Linked DNA regions of Sus scrofa: regions 2, 3, 4 and 5 are each linked to region 1. A link is a contact called in public Hi-C, HiChIP or PLAC-seq and promoter capture Hi-C data. All regions are on one chromosome and are shown on one strand. Each heading gives the region's core, a stretch centred on a gene start, on an enhancer-like site or on the middle of the called end of the contact. The rest is flanking DNA. Distances are from core to core; before and after follow the strand shown. Region 1 holds the start of ILF3 (interleukin enhancer-binding factor 3). Region 2 holds the start of CARM1 (histone-arginine methyltransferase CARM1). Region 3 holds the start of TMED1 (transmembrane emp24 domain-containing protein 1). Region 4 has its middle 17 kb from the start of CDC37. Region 5 holds the start of CDC37 (cell division cycle 37).

What was found. Promoter capture Hi-C pulls out the DNA fragments that hold promoters and counts their contacts. Hi-C and Micro-C count contacts between places; a contact is called where the count stands out from the background. HiChIP or PLAC-seq counts read pairs in DNA pulled down with a chosen protein or histone mark.
Region 2: an H3K27ac HiChIP or PLAC-seq map of alveolar macrophages shows a contact between it and region 1. The contact joins the promoter of CARM1 here to the promoter of ILF3 in region 1. A contact is called at or near these places in 2 of 47 Hi-C or Micro-C datasets (embryonic fibroblasts and liver) and 1 of 2 datasets of contacts at active chromatin or transcription factors (alveolar macrophages).
Region 3: a promoter capture Hi-C map of liver shows a contact between it and region 1, with 4 times the contacts expected there. The contact joins the promoter of TMED1 here to the promoter of ILF3 in region 1. A contact is called at or near these places in 1 of 5 promoter capture datasets (liver), 2 of 47 Hi-C or Micro-C datasets (heart right ventricle and skeletal muscle) and 2 of 2 datasets of contacts at active chromatin or transcription factors (alveolar macrophages and skeletal muscle).
Region 4: a Hi-C map of retroperitoneal adipose tissue shows a contact between it and region 1, with 1.7 times the contacts expected there. The contact joins the enhancer-like site here to the promoter of ILF3 in region 1. A contact is called at or near these places in 3 of 5 promoter capture datasets (fetal liver, fetal skeletal muscle and liver), 3 of 47 Hi-C or Micro-C datasets (heart right ventricle, retroperitoneal adipose tissue and skeletal muscle) and 1 of 2 datasets of contacts at active chromatin or transcription factors (alveolar macrophages).
Region 5: a contact with region 1 is called in a promoter capture Hi-C map of liver, with 4 times the contacts expected there. The contact joins the promoter of CDC37 here to the promoter of ILF3 in region 1. A contact is called at or near these places in 3 of 5 promoter capture datasets (fetal liver, fetal skeletal muscle and liver), 12 of 47 Hi-C or Micro-C datasets (alveolar macrophages, blood, heart right ventricle and 8 more) and 1 of 2 datasets of contacts at active chromatin or transcription factors (alveolar macrophages).

The regions. Positions count from the first base shown.
Region 1 is chr2:69,412,570-69,415,269 of Sscrofa11.1, forward strand. ILF3 (interleukin enhancer-binding factor 3) reads left to right here and starts at 1,306. Exons shown (of 20, transcript XM_021083797.1): 1 at 1,306-1,579.
Region 2 is chr2:69,600,728-69,603,427 of Sscrofa11.1, forward strand. It overlaps CARM1 (histone-arginine methyltransferase CARM1), which reads left to right and starts at 1,394. Exons shown (of 15, transcript XM_021083821.1): 1 at 1,394-1,649. The coding sequence starts at 1,430. C2H19orf38 (protein HIDE1) reads left to right here. Exons shown (of 7, transcript XM_013994683.2): 7 at 1-33.
Region 3 is chr2:69,575,130-69,577,829 of Sscrofa11.1, forward strand. It overlaps TMED1 (transmembrane emp24 domain-containing protein 1), which reads right to left and starts at 1,292. Exons shown (of 4, transcript XM_003354060.4): 1 at 742-1,292; 2 at 1-51. The coding sequence starts at 924.
Region 4 is chr2:69,228,997-69,231,696 of Sscrofa11.1, forward strand. It overlaps a transcript of PDE4A not described here. Among named protein-coding and RNA genes, the nearest start is that of CDC37, 17 kb to the left of the region's middle. Within about 2 kb of position 1,290, at least 7 of the 83 cell types and tissues checked have an H3K27ac peak or open chromatin away from gene starts, as enhancers often do. A contact at or near this core is called in alveolar macrophages, liver and retroperitoneal adipose tissue, where this site is marked.
Region 5 is chr2:69,211,460-69,214,159 of Sscrofa11.1, forward strand. CDC37 (cell division cycle 37) reads right to left here and starts at 1,450. Exons shown (of 8, transcript NM_001123096.1): 1 at 1,255-1,450. The coding sequence starts at 1,356. LOC110259341 (a long non-coding RNA gene) reads left to right here and starts at 1,373. Exons shown (of 3, transcript XR_002341637.1): 1 at 1,373-2,700.

The DNA of each region.
Region 1 (2,700 bases), core at 56-2,555:
GACCCAAACTTAGGGCGACCCTGGATCTTGCATTTTCTTAAAAATTTTTTTGGTTTTTTTTAGGGTTGCAGCCAGGCATATGGAAGCTCCCAGGAAGGTCTAACCGGAGCTGTAGCTACTGGCCTATGCCACAGCCACGCCAGAACAGGACCCCTCTGCGACCTAAACCGCAGCTCAGGGCAACTCGGGATCTTTAACCCACTGAGGAGGCCAGGGATCAAACCTGAGTCCTCATGGATGCTAGTCGGATTAATTTCCACTGAGCCGAGATGGGAACTCGGGATCTTGCATTCTTAAACTAGCTACACTATTCCTGCTTCTGCAAAAAAGATTTATTTAGGCCGTTAAGTCCTGAACTACTTGCCTCCGAATCTCAGCAATGTCTCTATCACTTGTCTACCAACGCCTGACTGATCCTGATTCTGGAAGAAAGCAGGACTTAGCTTAGGCATAGATTGTACACTGAGGATCTGAGGCTCCCAAGAGGATGCAACAACACCAGGATCGTAAAGTGATGACGCTCGGTCCCCCATGCCTTTACTTATGACCCCGACCTCCCCGCCAAGATGTGGCTGGCCAAGTGTCTCAGTCCAAGTCCCAGATTTCCCGCAAAAGACAGTGAGGCCTTCAGTCGGGTCTTTTTCTGGATCGGGCCTCAATTTCTTCATCTGTGAATGGGGGACTGGAAGATTCTGACCAACTGGGCTCTGCCCTTCAGAGGCTCCGGGCCGGGTAGTTTAGCGGGGCGCTACCCGTGAAAAAGTTTCAACACCAAAGACCCGGATGCCGAAGCAGCAACGAGGAGTTCTGTCCGACCTTTCCTCACACACACAGCTCGAGTCTGCTCGGCCTCTCGTGGAAAAAGCAGGCAGTGGGAAGGAAGTGCCACCGTACCGCTTCAGTAGCAGAGCGAACCTCTTCTAGCAACACCAGCCACCATGAGGACGCTCAAGAGCCAGCCTCTCTGACCGTTTCCGCCAACGTACTCCTGGCGACGGGCGTAAGATGGCGGCCGCGCAAGCGCATAAACTAGGAGACCAGGGAGGCTCCGCCCCTCCCTCGGCCTCACGTGGTAATGGCCGCTCAAAAACCGCAATTGAAAAAAAGAAAGGCAATGTTGTCACATGAAACAGGCCTACCAATACCGCAAAGGCAAGGAGCAAAAGTCCTTATCACATGGCCAAGGAGATCTCCGAATTTGCCACTGTCACATGATCAAGCAAAGGCGTGGAAAGAGGAGGAAAACGTCCCGACGCCACGTAACGTCTTACGGTTCTGTCACGTGACCAGGGCCCGCCTTCTTTTCTCTGTTCCTCCCTCCCTGCCTCTCCCGCTGGGCCTGCGTCGAGCGGTAACGAGGCGGCAGGGGGCGTGGCTCCGCCCGGTCACGTGGTTCCGCACCTCCCTAGCGCGCGCCCGCCCGCCAGCTCGTCCCCGGCCCCGGCTCCTCCTCCTCCTCTTCTCGCCATTGCAGTTGGACTCAGCAGCCCGGTGCGTACCGCGTGGCTTTTTGGGGAAGACCGAGGCGGGCTGTGGCCGGAGGGCGGTGGTTGCTGTCGAGGAAAGGGACCCAGACGAGGTAAGCGTCAATGTGGCGGCGGCCGGGCCCGCTCCCGCCTTTCCCCCTCCCCCCGTTCTCTCCTCAGCGCGGGCTCGGGTGAGGAGTTGCGGAGATAAGGCCTGAGGCGCCTTGTGTTCCCTGCTTTCGTTTGGTTCTCTCGCCCCAGTGCCTGGCTCCTTCCTCCTTTGCTAGCCTACCTCCCGCGCTCGGCCGTTACTCTCCCCCATTGTGCCGAGGAGACAAAATGGCGGCGGCGGCGAGGGCCCGGTGCGCGCGCATCCGCCCCCCCCTTCGCGGCCCCTCGGCCGGCGGTGGCGCCTCTCGCGGGGGTGCGCGCGCACTGGGCCCCCGGCTGCCGCCTCCCCCGGGTCGGGCTTTGTCTGTTGGGGCGCCACGCGCGCACACGCGCACGTGCGGTGAGCACACACCCCCCTCCGACTGGAAGCATCCTGCCCCGCGGAGCAGGGGCTACCCCCCCACCTCTTCTCTTTGTCCCATTCCGGTCCCGGGTTCCAGGAGAGTCCCAGGTTCTCGAGGCGGGAAACATCGCCTCCTTTGTCTTTTCGTGGAGCGGAGAGGCAGACCCCCTCCCTGGAACCCCGTCCTTAAGTGGATTGCAGAGGAGGTCTTTGTGGGTTCATGGGGTTTTTAAATCTCTGGTTAGGCTGGCCTCCCCCAGATCCGGATCCAGAATTGCTAAAAGGTTTATTTTAAGCTTTCACTTCATTTATTTTAGATGTTTCATTGATGTTGAATTTTTTCCCGATTCTCCCTCAAAATGGTGATCAGATGTGATATTTGGGTGCCCTGTGATCTTCCAGATTGAGACCCAAACATGAGCGCTTAAAATTCTTTTCTAGCTTACTTCCTCAAGTTGTTGAGTGACTGAGATTCTTGGGGTTGCTTTAGAGGTTTTGCCCTGGGCAGTTCTTCGCCTGGGGATATTATTTGGGATGTTTAAGGATCAACATGCTCTTGCCCAGTTCAGTGTCTAAACTTGGGGAGAGTAAGCCGTCTCTTCTCAATATTTCCAAAATTGATTGAAAATTGTTTGGCATCCTGCCTAGGGGACTTGACAGATCAGCAAGGAAGCATCATTACTTTTCCTGGACTCAGGTATTTCAGTGATTCTGAATCTT
Region 2 (2,700 bases), core at 144-2,643, 190 kb after region 1:
TTATTAATTATAATGTGTTGAGCTGTTCTCAAAGTCTCGATGGAATGTACTCCTTCAAGCCCGGGGCTTCTGGGGTCCAATCACTGATTGTAGCACTCAGTGTGGTGTATGGGGAAGCTCTCGGGGGTGCGTGGATGGGGTAGTACCACGTGGGCCTCAGCTAAATTCTTTGTATTGGTGAGCACAGGAGGTGGAATGATGGTGGGGTGGAGGAAGAGGAACATTGGGAAGGACAGTACTAAATGAGCAGGTCTAGGTTAGAGAGGCAGCTGGAGAATGTGGCTGCAAACCCCTTTGGAACTCCCCCAAAGAGAATGGGCCCCTGGACCAGTGGAGGGGGGAACTGGAGGGAAGACAGATATGTGTTTGTGTGTGTATGGAAAGGGGCACTTGGCCCCGATTTGCTGGCCAGCCATCATTCGGGGCAGGGAAAGTAGAAGAGGAAAGGGGCTAAAGGAGGGGTCCAAGAATTTTTTGTAGGGGAGAAGACAGTGAAGGGCTGAGGATGGAGGAGGAGGGCCCTAGAGTAAGGGGCTGGAGATGATGGAGTGGAGCGGAGGAGTGGCTGAGTGCTCAGGCAGGAGTTCCCGGTGGGGTACTGGGGTCAAGTCCTAACTCAAACTGTTTTTCCATCCCGCCGGCTGCGGCTGGGGCGTGTCCCTACGTCCTGTCCCCGCCCCTCACTCCGGTCTTCCCCTGAACCCAGAGCCTCACAAAGCAAGCGGGAGGGAACAGGACCGGTGTAGGGGCGGGGCCTCTTCGCAGCTGGACCCCGCCCCTCAGCGTGTCACCTCACAAAGCCGGGAGGGGCAACGGGCGGACCCAAGCTTCAGGGGCGTGTCGGAGCTGCTGGGCGTCAGGTCCGCCCCCGCCGTTTTTCTAGCTGGGGAGCCACCTCTCTGGGCACGACTGTCGGGGCGGGGCAAGGGGGCGTGTCCGGGGCATAAGCACCGTCCCCCTGACGCGCGTTCCGGCCCCCTCCCTCCCCGGGCCTCGGCGGCCTCACTGCCTCACAAAGCACCGCCGGCAGTTCAGGCCGCGCCGGGCGGGGGGCGGGGCCGAGGCCCAGGGGCGTGTTCGCGCCGCAAGCACCTCCCCCGACGTACGCTCTTGTCCCCGCTGTTCCTGGACCGCGGAGTCACCTCACAAAGCGGCGACCGCTCGCGCGGGGCGGGGCGGGGTTGGGTGGGGCAGGCCCCGCCCCTCCAGCGTGCTCCCTCCCAGCGCCCAGGGCCGCCGGCAGGGGGCGCTGCGCCACGGGGCCGGGCAGCAGCCGCGGTGGCGGCGAGGCGGCGCGTGGCCGGCAGGCGGCGCTGCCCGGCTCGGCCTCTGCCTCGGCCTGCGCGGCGGCGGCAGCGGCGGCAGCGGCGGCGGCCTGGGCCCGGGCGCGGCGGCGGCGGCGGCGGCGGGGCCTGGAGCCGGATCTAAGATGGCAGCAGCGACGGCGGCGGCGGGGCCGGGCGTGGGCGGCGCAGGGGCGGCCGGCCCGGGTGTCGCGGGGCCCTGCGGGGCCGTGTCCGTGTTCCCCGGCGCCCGCCTCCTCACCATCGGCGACGCGAACGGCGAGATCCAGCGGCACGCGGAGCAGCAGGCACTGCGCCTCGAGGTGCGCGCCGGCCCGGACGCGGCGGGCATCGCCCTCTACAGCCGTGAGTGCGGGGCTCCGGGGCCGGGCCGAGGGCCGGGTTGCGCGCGGGGGCTGCGCACGAGGCCGGCAGGGCGGGGGGCCCAGGGCGGGAGGGACGCGACCACAGTGAGGGGCCCGGGGCCCCGAGGGTGAGGGGCCCTGACTCGTGGGGGCCTGGGGTGGGGTCCTTGGGGCCGAGCCGGGGGAGTTAGGTGTGCGGGTCCCCGAGTTGAGGGGTGTGGAGGGACGGTGTCAAGCGGCAGAAAAAGAGGGCGTGCGTGGTGGCCAGAGGTGAGGTGCCCGGACTATGGAGGGAAGCGGGAAATGGGGGAGTAGTGAGGGCCCTGAGATTGGGAGGGGGTGAGCAGGAAGTGGGGGGCCGCGAGTGGAAGGGAGAATTCGCAGGAAGCTGGGGTTGTGGAGGCTGGGTGGGAGGGGAGGGGGCCTGAGGCGTGGGAGAGGTGGGAGTCTGGGGGCGGGTGTGGCCGCCCTAGCTGGGAGGAGGGGGTGTGTGGCCACCTCGGGAGACCCTCTGAACTGCCAAGGACGGTTGGAAAGTGGTGCCCAGCCTGGAGGACCCTGTGCCACCCATCCGGAGGGCTTGGCAATCCGGACCCCCGAGTGGGAAACTTCTAGATCTGAGGAGAGGGCCCATGCGAGGTTGGTGCGAGCCACTGGCTGTGAGCCTCGTGGATACGTGGATGGGTAGGGTCCCTTCTTGATGCCCGGCTCTGAAGTAAGGGGTAACATTGCCTCCTTCTTCGCCACGGTCCTCCGATTTTCCTTTTTGGGGATGTGAGAAGTGGGCTGAATTTTCAGAAGCGAGTTTCAAAACTGACATTTCGGTGGGGGGAAAAAATTACAAAGGTGTTTGCCGAGGACTCTGCTTCTTTGTAGTTTATCCTTTTTCTTCCTCTTGTTACTCTTTCTTATCTGTTGTCTTCTGTCAGGATTCCGCCTTCACATTTTGTTATACTGTTACACTTAGCTTTGTCTCTCCGGGTTTCTTGCCCTGATGCTCTGGGGAGTCACTGAGGAGGCCTTTCCTGGCTTTGGCCTCTGTGAGTTTTCTG
Region 3 (2,700 bases), core at 42-2,541, 160 kb after region 1:
CTGAGGGCTCTCCAGAGTGAAATCCACGTCCAGCCCAGCACCTGCGATCACCTGGGGGGCAGGTAAGAGCGGGTGGAGGACTAAGGGTAGACCAAGGGCACCTGGCAGAAGGCCATGACTGGACCGACCCAAGCAGACCATCACCAGGGGCCTACCGGAGCTTGGAAACCACCCTCACGGTGGTCCTGCCCCTTCCACTCCTTTTGGCCACGCCCCTTGCCTTGGCTCCGCCTCCATAGATTTGGGGGGCCTTGGGATGGGCTCCTAAATCTGGTCACGCCCGCATACACAGTTCTTAATCAACGTTTACCAGATTATGTCCGGCTTGGCCACAACCCAAATAATATAATGGAGCCTTGCTTGAAGCCCTTGCCTTCACCCTTTCCCCGGGAAATCCTCGTGTTGGCCACTCCCTTTCTTGTGCCACATCATGGCCACGCCTCCACCTCAATTGACACCTCTTTAGGCCACGCCCACCCGCGAGAGTCCTGCCCGCTGAAGGCCTCCCTCTTTCAATGGCCCCGCCTCCCCGCTCTCCCATTTCTAGCCCCGCCTTTGTCCGAAACATCCACCCCTTCCTCTCCAAAGCACTACCCCCGCCCCTAGCTCTCCCTGACTCAGACCCCGCGTTCTTACGCACGGGCTCCTCCTCCTTCCTTCTTCAAGGCATGCATCGCTGGCTCAGTTTGGCCACGCCCCCTCTCCCTGTCTTCGCCGGCTCCCCGATCCGGCACCCTCTACCTGGTACTCAGTCTCCAGGCTTGCGTTGGCCGGCGCAGACTGATAGAAACATTGCTTCCGCCCCGCAGGAAGCAGGAATGTAAACTCGCCATCCTGGATCGGTGGGGGCCCTGCCCCTCCTACCTCCACTGGAGGCAATAGTAGCCATAGGGCCAAGGCTAGGGCCGTGCTGGCCGCCATCATCTGGGTCACCCTCCGATTTGCTAACAGGTCGCGGTTCCTTTAAGGGTTAGCCCTGCCCCTTCTGCTACTCGACGGAACTCATTGGCCGCCGCTTCACTCCGTTGTCTGAAGGCCGCGGAGCTAGGAGTGCAGGACCCCCTGAGAGACTAGTTGACCGAATAAATGCCTGATGAACCTAAAAACGCTGGACTTCCTACACACTCTATCTTTGAAAAGCCTCCACTTCTGGTCCCAAACGCTGTTGGGGGAAAGTTTAAAAGAATAAGTACCATGATGGCATATTCTTCTCAGGCAAAATCTAAGACAACGATGGTAGAGGCGGCTGGGTCCTTGCTGTTTTCCCAGAGTACCCCGCACGCGACGACCCTTGTGCGATTCAATGTGGATGTAGCTGGTCAAAAATAGAGGTGGGGCATGGCCCTCCACGCGACCCGTAGGACTAGCATATAAAAAGGTTTAGCTAGGGCGGGTGGAGACCTTTTTATATAAACGTGGTTCAGGCTTATTCTGCGTCTGTAATCGTGGTCGCTGGTCCGACGCCTGACCTCCTCATTTCCTAGCATCTTAGGACCGTCATTTTTTCCGTTTCCTCTTCTGTAAATTGGAGGTGATGAGAAGTGAGATGAGGAGCCTAATGAGCACTGCATTTCTTGCCCAGAGTCAGAGAGGCCTGTCCCCACCCTAAACCCCAAAGGGTCTCAAACTCGATGGTCAGCAGGTAAACGGTGATTGAAGTAGCCCAGGGTATGAGGAACGACAGCCCAGTTGCTTAGCATTAGCAAGAAGCGGGAAGAAGAGTGTGGGCTTGAGAGGTTGCTCAGTTCAAGACACGCCACGGGCTTCACTACTGGACCTCAATTGCCTCATCCGTAAAATGGGTGATATTAGTCCTACTTCGTTGGGCTGTTGTGAGATGATGTTTATTTAGTGCTTGCCACATCATAGACCTTCGGTAAATAGCTGTTTTATTCTGGGTTTCTCTTCCTCCATTGGGCGTTGTGTCTTTCAGTCTGGTTTAGAGAATTTGGAGTCGACCTCCCTCTGGAAAACAGACAGATTAGCAAAGACGTCATTGGAAAGGAACACTTATTTGGTGTTTCCATCTAAACATAACACAAAATGTTTAGATGGAGGAGTTCCCATCGTGGCGCAGTGGTTAACGAATCTGACTAGGAACCATGAGGTTGCGGGTTCGATCCCTCGGCCTTGCTCAGTGGGTTAGGGATCCGGCGTTGCCGTGAGCTGTGGTATAGATCGCAGACGCGGCTCAGATCCCGCTTTGCTGTAGCTCTGGGGCCGGCGGCTGCACCTCCAATTAGACCCCTAGCCTGGGAACCTCCATATGCCGCAGGAGTGGCCCTAGAAAAGGCAAAAAGACCAAAAAAAAAAGTTTACATGGAAATTTTGAATCAAGTTAGGCCTGAGAGAGATTAGCAGGTGGTAACAATTACTCTTAGAGTACAGCTAGTGGTAGTCAGCCCTTTCTTGCATTTGGAGAGCTTGGGGAAGGAGCACTTTGTAATGTCAAAGTTCACTGGTGGTCACGTTTGATACTCTTTTTCATTCCAAGTGTTTCTGTCATTCAGACTACTCAGACACTTTGAAGTAGTTGTGAAGAATGAGTAATAACTTTTTTTTTGTCTTTTTAGGGCCGCACCCACGGTATAAGGAGGTTCCCAGGCTGGGGGTCTAATCCGAGCTGTTGCTGCCAGCCTACGCCAGAGCCATAGCAATGCAGGATCCAAGCCACGTCTGTGACCTAAACCACAGCTCACG
Region 4 (2,700 bases), core at 40-2,539, 180 kb before region 1:
TCAAGTCGCCGCCGCCGCCACTGCCGCAGCGTCCCGTATTACTATTTCATGTTTATTGAGCGCCCCGGAGAGAGGGCGCCAGGTCGGTCAACCGCAGGCTGAGGACGAGGCTCTCGCCCACCCCTGATTGGGACCAGGCCGCTACTTCCATCCTCGACCCCACCCCAAACCCCAGCCCCCAACACCCCCTCTCCCCCGCCCCGGCTGTACATAGTGGAGAAGGGCCACCTGGCGGATGGAGAGGAACTTGGCGGAAAAGTTGAGGACGCGGAGTTCCCATCTCGCCTCCTCGCACGCTTGCCCATCATGATGCCCATGCCAGGGCCTCCCAACACCAACCTGAGGTTTTATTTTTTCCCGCTTTTTAGGAGCGCACCAGTGGCATATGGCAGTTCCTAGGCTAGGGGTCGAATCGGAGCTACAGCTGCCGGCCTACACCACAGCAACGCAGGATCCGAGGGGCCTCTGCTGCCTACACCACAGCTCATGGCAACTCGGGATCCCCCACCCACTGGGCAAGGCCAGGGATGGAACCGGCATCCTCTTGGATACCAATTGGATTCGTTTCCGCTGCTCCGCAACACAAACTCCCCAACCTGCGTTTTTATTCTTTGGCTTTCCATTCCTGCCTAAGAAACCGAGAGACAAGTGATTTGCCCAAGGTCACACATCGAGGAAGGGCAGAATTGTGGTTAAAAACCAGGTTTCCTGGACTTCAGGCCAGTGGGTGAGATTCAGATTGTAGCCCTGCTGACTGTGTCGCTCTGTGACCTGGGGCTAGCATTATTCCTCTCTCTGCCTCATTCTCTTTATCAGTAAGTCCTGCTGAATAAGATCTGCCCACCCCCAGGGCTGCAGTAAGGCTGGCGTTGGGGCCAGACAGCCGGGAGATAGTGTCTTGAGAACTTCACTTCCTCAAAATGTACTTCCTTAGCAGAGGGAAAGGGGGGAGTCCCCCAAACCACAGTCCTGGGCCCTGGCTGCTAGGGTCCCCCCTCTCTCCCCAGCAACAGATTGACCGCAAACTCCTCTGAGTTGCAGGAAATTAGGGCCTTGGGCCTGAAGGAACTAGATTGACAGAGGGAGGACAGAGTTTGGGAAGATGTCTGAGCCCACTGTTTTCACTCATGAGTAAGAGCCCCAAACCAGCCTTTGCCCTTAACTTGCCATGTGACCTTGGGAAAGGATTTCATCTCTCCTGACCTCAGTTTCCTCATCTGCAACAGAGCCATTTATTCTGCAACTTTTTTTTCCTGCCGTGCCTGAGGCATGCAGAAGTTCCCTGCCCAGGGATAGAACCCTTGTCACAGCAGTGACCCAAGCCACTGCAGGGATGACACCAGACCCTTTAGCCCCTAGGCCACCAGGGAACTCCCCACTCCATAAACATTGATTGAGCATTTTCAGGCTGGTGTGAAGAATGAAATGGCCCCAGTCTCTGCTGTCCTGGGGTTCCCAGACTAGGTAGTGAGGAAGAAATAGCAAGTAAAAGCATTTGATAATTCCAGATGGTGACACAAGGGACATAAAGAAATGAGGGACCCTGAGGTCAGGGAAGGCATCTCTGAGGAGGTGACATCTGAGCAGAGACCTAAATGAAGTGAAAGAGAATGCTATATGGGTGCCTGAGAGTTGAGAATGACAAACAGAGAGAACAGCCCGTGTAAAGGGTCTGAGGTAGGAGTGTGTCTCACATGTTGGGGAAAAAGCAGGGAGCACATGTGGCTGAAGCAGAGTGAGCAAGGGGTGCTGGAACGAGATGAGGCAGGGAGGTGATGGGACAGATCAGGAAGGGCCTTGTAGGCCATGGTCAGGGTTGGTTTTACTTATTTACTTATTTATTTATTTAAAGGGCCACACCTGTGGCATATGGTGGTTCCCAGGCTAGGGGTCGAATTGGAGCTGCAGCTGCCAGCCTACACCACAACCACAGCAACGTGGGATCTGAACTGCATCTGTGACCTACACCACAGCTCACAGCAACACTGGATCCTGAACCCACTGACTGAGGCCACAGATCAAACCCGCATCCTCATGGATCCTAGCCAGATTCGTTAACCTCTGAACCATGAAGGGGACCCCTTTTTTCTTTTCTTTAAGGGCCGCACCTGTGGCACATGGAAGTTCCCAGGCTAGGGGTCAAATCAGAGTTGCAGTTGCCGGCCTACCCCACAGCCATGGCAACTCTGGATCCGAGCTACATCTGTGACCTATGATGTAGCAACTCCAGATCCTTCACCCAATGAGCGAAGTCAGGAATCGAACCCAAATCCTCATGGATACTAGTTGAGTTCCTAACCCACTGAGCCACAATGGGACCTCCGAGACAACTCAATTCATAATCCAGCTGTATTCCTTCCAGACTGGGTGACGCTGGCCAAGTCACTTGTCTCTCTGGGTCTCAGCTTCCCCATCCCTGATATGGGGCTAGTAAGAACCCTGTTGTCAAAGTCTGGTGTAAAGAGTTCCTGATGTGGTGCAACAGGATCAGTGGTGTCTCTGCAGCACTGGCATGCAGGTTCGATCCCTTGCCTGGCAGAATGGGTTAAGGATCCAGTGTTGCTGCAGCTGAGGCACGGGTCACAACCTTGGCTCAGATCTGATCCCTGGCCTGAGAACTTCCATATGCCACAGGGCGGCCAAAAACAAAAAAAAAAGTCTGATCTGAGGAATTGGCAAAACAGTGCAGGGAACCTTGGG
Region 5 (2,700 bases), core at 200-2,699, 200 kb before region 1:
AATGGGGTGAGGAATTCCTAACTGGAAGGTTCTGAGAGGTATATGCCCTGAGTTTCAAAGTCTCATAGGCACAGGAATGTGGGTGCCGGAGCTCTGATTTTGGGGAGCAGGAGGCTAGAACATTACATCTTAGGAGGGCTATTTTGCTGGCCTGTGAACACTGCTGGGTGGGAGAAGGGCAAGAGAACAGACTTTGGGATCCTGGAGTCTGGATTTGGGGAATAAGTAAAAGTAGGGCAATGAATCTGGAATCAGACTGGGAGGGTTTCTGGTAAAAGCAGGGTCACTCTGGGTGTCTGAGATCAGCAGTCCATGCTAGGGTCAGAAGGAAGAAGGGGTGGGTTTGGGTCCTGGACTTGCATTTGAATGAGGCTTTCCAAAGCTGACTCCTACAGGAAGCCTGTCTTGGGTGGGGGGGAGAGTTTGGTGACTGGGTCTGCAGTACCAAGCAGGGGCAGGGGCTCTAGCTGGGGGGAAGCCACGTGGGTAGGATTTCCTGACATAATGGGAAACTGGGTCTACAGTATGTGAGGCTGAAGGAGAGTGGCCGGAATTGGAAGCTCCATCAAGGGTAGAGCTGGTGGTTCAATCTGAAAGGGAACTAGGTTTCAAAATGCCAGTCCTAGATGGGACTAAGGATACTGATGGGCACTGGTTTAAGTTCCAGGAAAGGGGTCCTGGGTGTGGGCTGGAGTCCCACGCCAGGAACAGAAATCTCAAGGAAGGACAGAATTCCTTGTTGTATTTAGAGGATTTCTGGATCTAAACGGGAATCACCACTGGGACCCAGAAAGGCCGATCGAAGAACAGACTTACAACTTAAAGTACTGGGAACTCTAGGGATTGGGAGGGGCCCATGGGATGTCCAAGATCACAAGGGGGTACTTGAATAGGATCAGGGTCAAGATTCTGAGGTAAGATTCGGAGCGTAAATGGAAGGTCCCAAACGGAACTGGGGGGGAAGCCCAAAGCTTGTCTTGGTAGTTAAACTCTGAAGAAGGTGCCCTAGGGGTGAACTGGGAGTTCCAAGAAGAAATCGGCAGGGGGAGGCTCGGATAGCAGGCAAGGGACTCAAGGGTCCCGGAAGTTCTGGGATCCCGGAGTTGAATCGAAGAACCCTGGGCGCTACTGAAAGTCCAGACTGTAGGGTGGGAATCTCAGGTGTCCATGGCCGGGTTCCTAGCAGTATCTGAAGTCAGAACTCTGAAGCAGAGACCCGGGAGTGGGGGAAGGGGCTGGCCGCGCGCGCTCTACCTGGTGCCTCCAGCGGAAGAGGCTGGCAGTGTCGATATTGGGGTGCGTCTCGTCTTCATCGTCAGACACCTCGATGTGATCCCACACGCTGTAGTCCACCATCTTGCCTTGGCGGCCCAGCCAGCTCCGACTCTGGCGGCGGTAGCGGCAGCACGGAGACTCGGACCGCCGAGCCCCGCCCCTTCCGCTTCCGTCTGGGCGCGCACGCCCCCGCCCGCACGTGACGTCACATCCTTAGTAACCCTGGCAGCGGCCCTGGCGACCGAGTTCTTAAAGAGCCCTGCGCACGTGTCCCAACTCCTGGGATTCTCCCTCAAACCTCATCCCATCCTGCTTCGGGCACTTCCTGGGGGGTATATGAGTGGGTTCTCCAACCTCGAGCCCCGCTAATCTCCTGCCGCCGCATAGTGGGCCTTTACGGCGGCCGTAAGTGAGCAGTTGGCGAGCCTGAGGGAGAGGATTGTCCTCTTAGCCACGCTGCAGTGACGTCAGCCCTAGCCCACTGCTGGGTTCCTTGTGAAGGGGGATTTAGCTGTGTTGGGGAGGTTGTCTGATATGGAAGGACCTTCCCAGTCCGAGGGGTACAGGACCCTGTCCTGGGAGGGTCTAAGTGAAGGAAGGATATGGCCCTGCCCTTGAGGGGTTGGAGGTGATGGGAGTGCTGTGGCTCTGCCTTGGGGCCTGGTGTTTCCCCGGCTCGAACCACAGCCTCCTCCTCGCTTCTGCCACTCCTGAACGGGGATTCGCGCGCCCCCCTTCGGAATCACCCAGACTTCATTTAACTAGTCTCGGGAGCCGATCCACAGCGTCTCCCCGTGCGGCCGCTGGGTGGCACCAATGTCTAACTAGCGGCCAGTGCTTCTGGCCTCACACCAAGTGGGGAATCTTTCCCGGTGGTAGTGCTCTAGGACCGCTAGCAGGCCTTCCCCTTTCGTCTGGGGCCCCTTTTCTGGTCCTGGGCTCTAAGGACTCTTACATTGAGCTTGAGCGACCCCAGCCACACACTTTCATATATCCCTACCCACGCTTTGATACCAGGATAAAAGGCCGCGTTGCAGCCTAGGGCCGGGATTATCTCAGATTAAAGGATGCTCCGATGGCGTGGGGGATGGGAGAAGCTTCAACCACTTGCGTGAAGGGCGCCTCTTCCAGACTCCCCCAGAGTGGGCGTTTGGAGGGAAAAGGCTGGAGAGAAAGGAGTAAAGGTCTCTAAATGGGGGCGCAGGGGGGATGGGAGGGGATTCCCCAGTCGGGGGAAGGGGAGGGGACACGTCCTGACAAAGCTCCTGCCCGCTGCCTCCCCTCCCCCTCACGCTTCATTCAAACCGGCAAGGAGGCGGGCGGGGGCGGGGGAGTCCCCCTCTCCTCCTCCTCCCTCTCCAGCCCCGGCAGTCCAGCATCTCAGCAGCCGTCACGGCCTGGGCTCGCGCGCGCACGGACCCACAC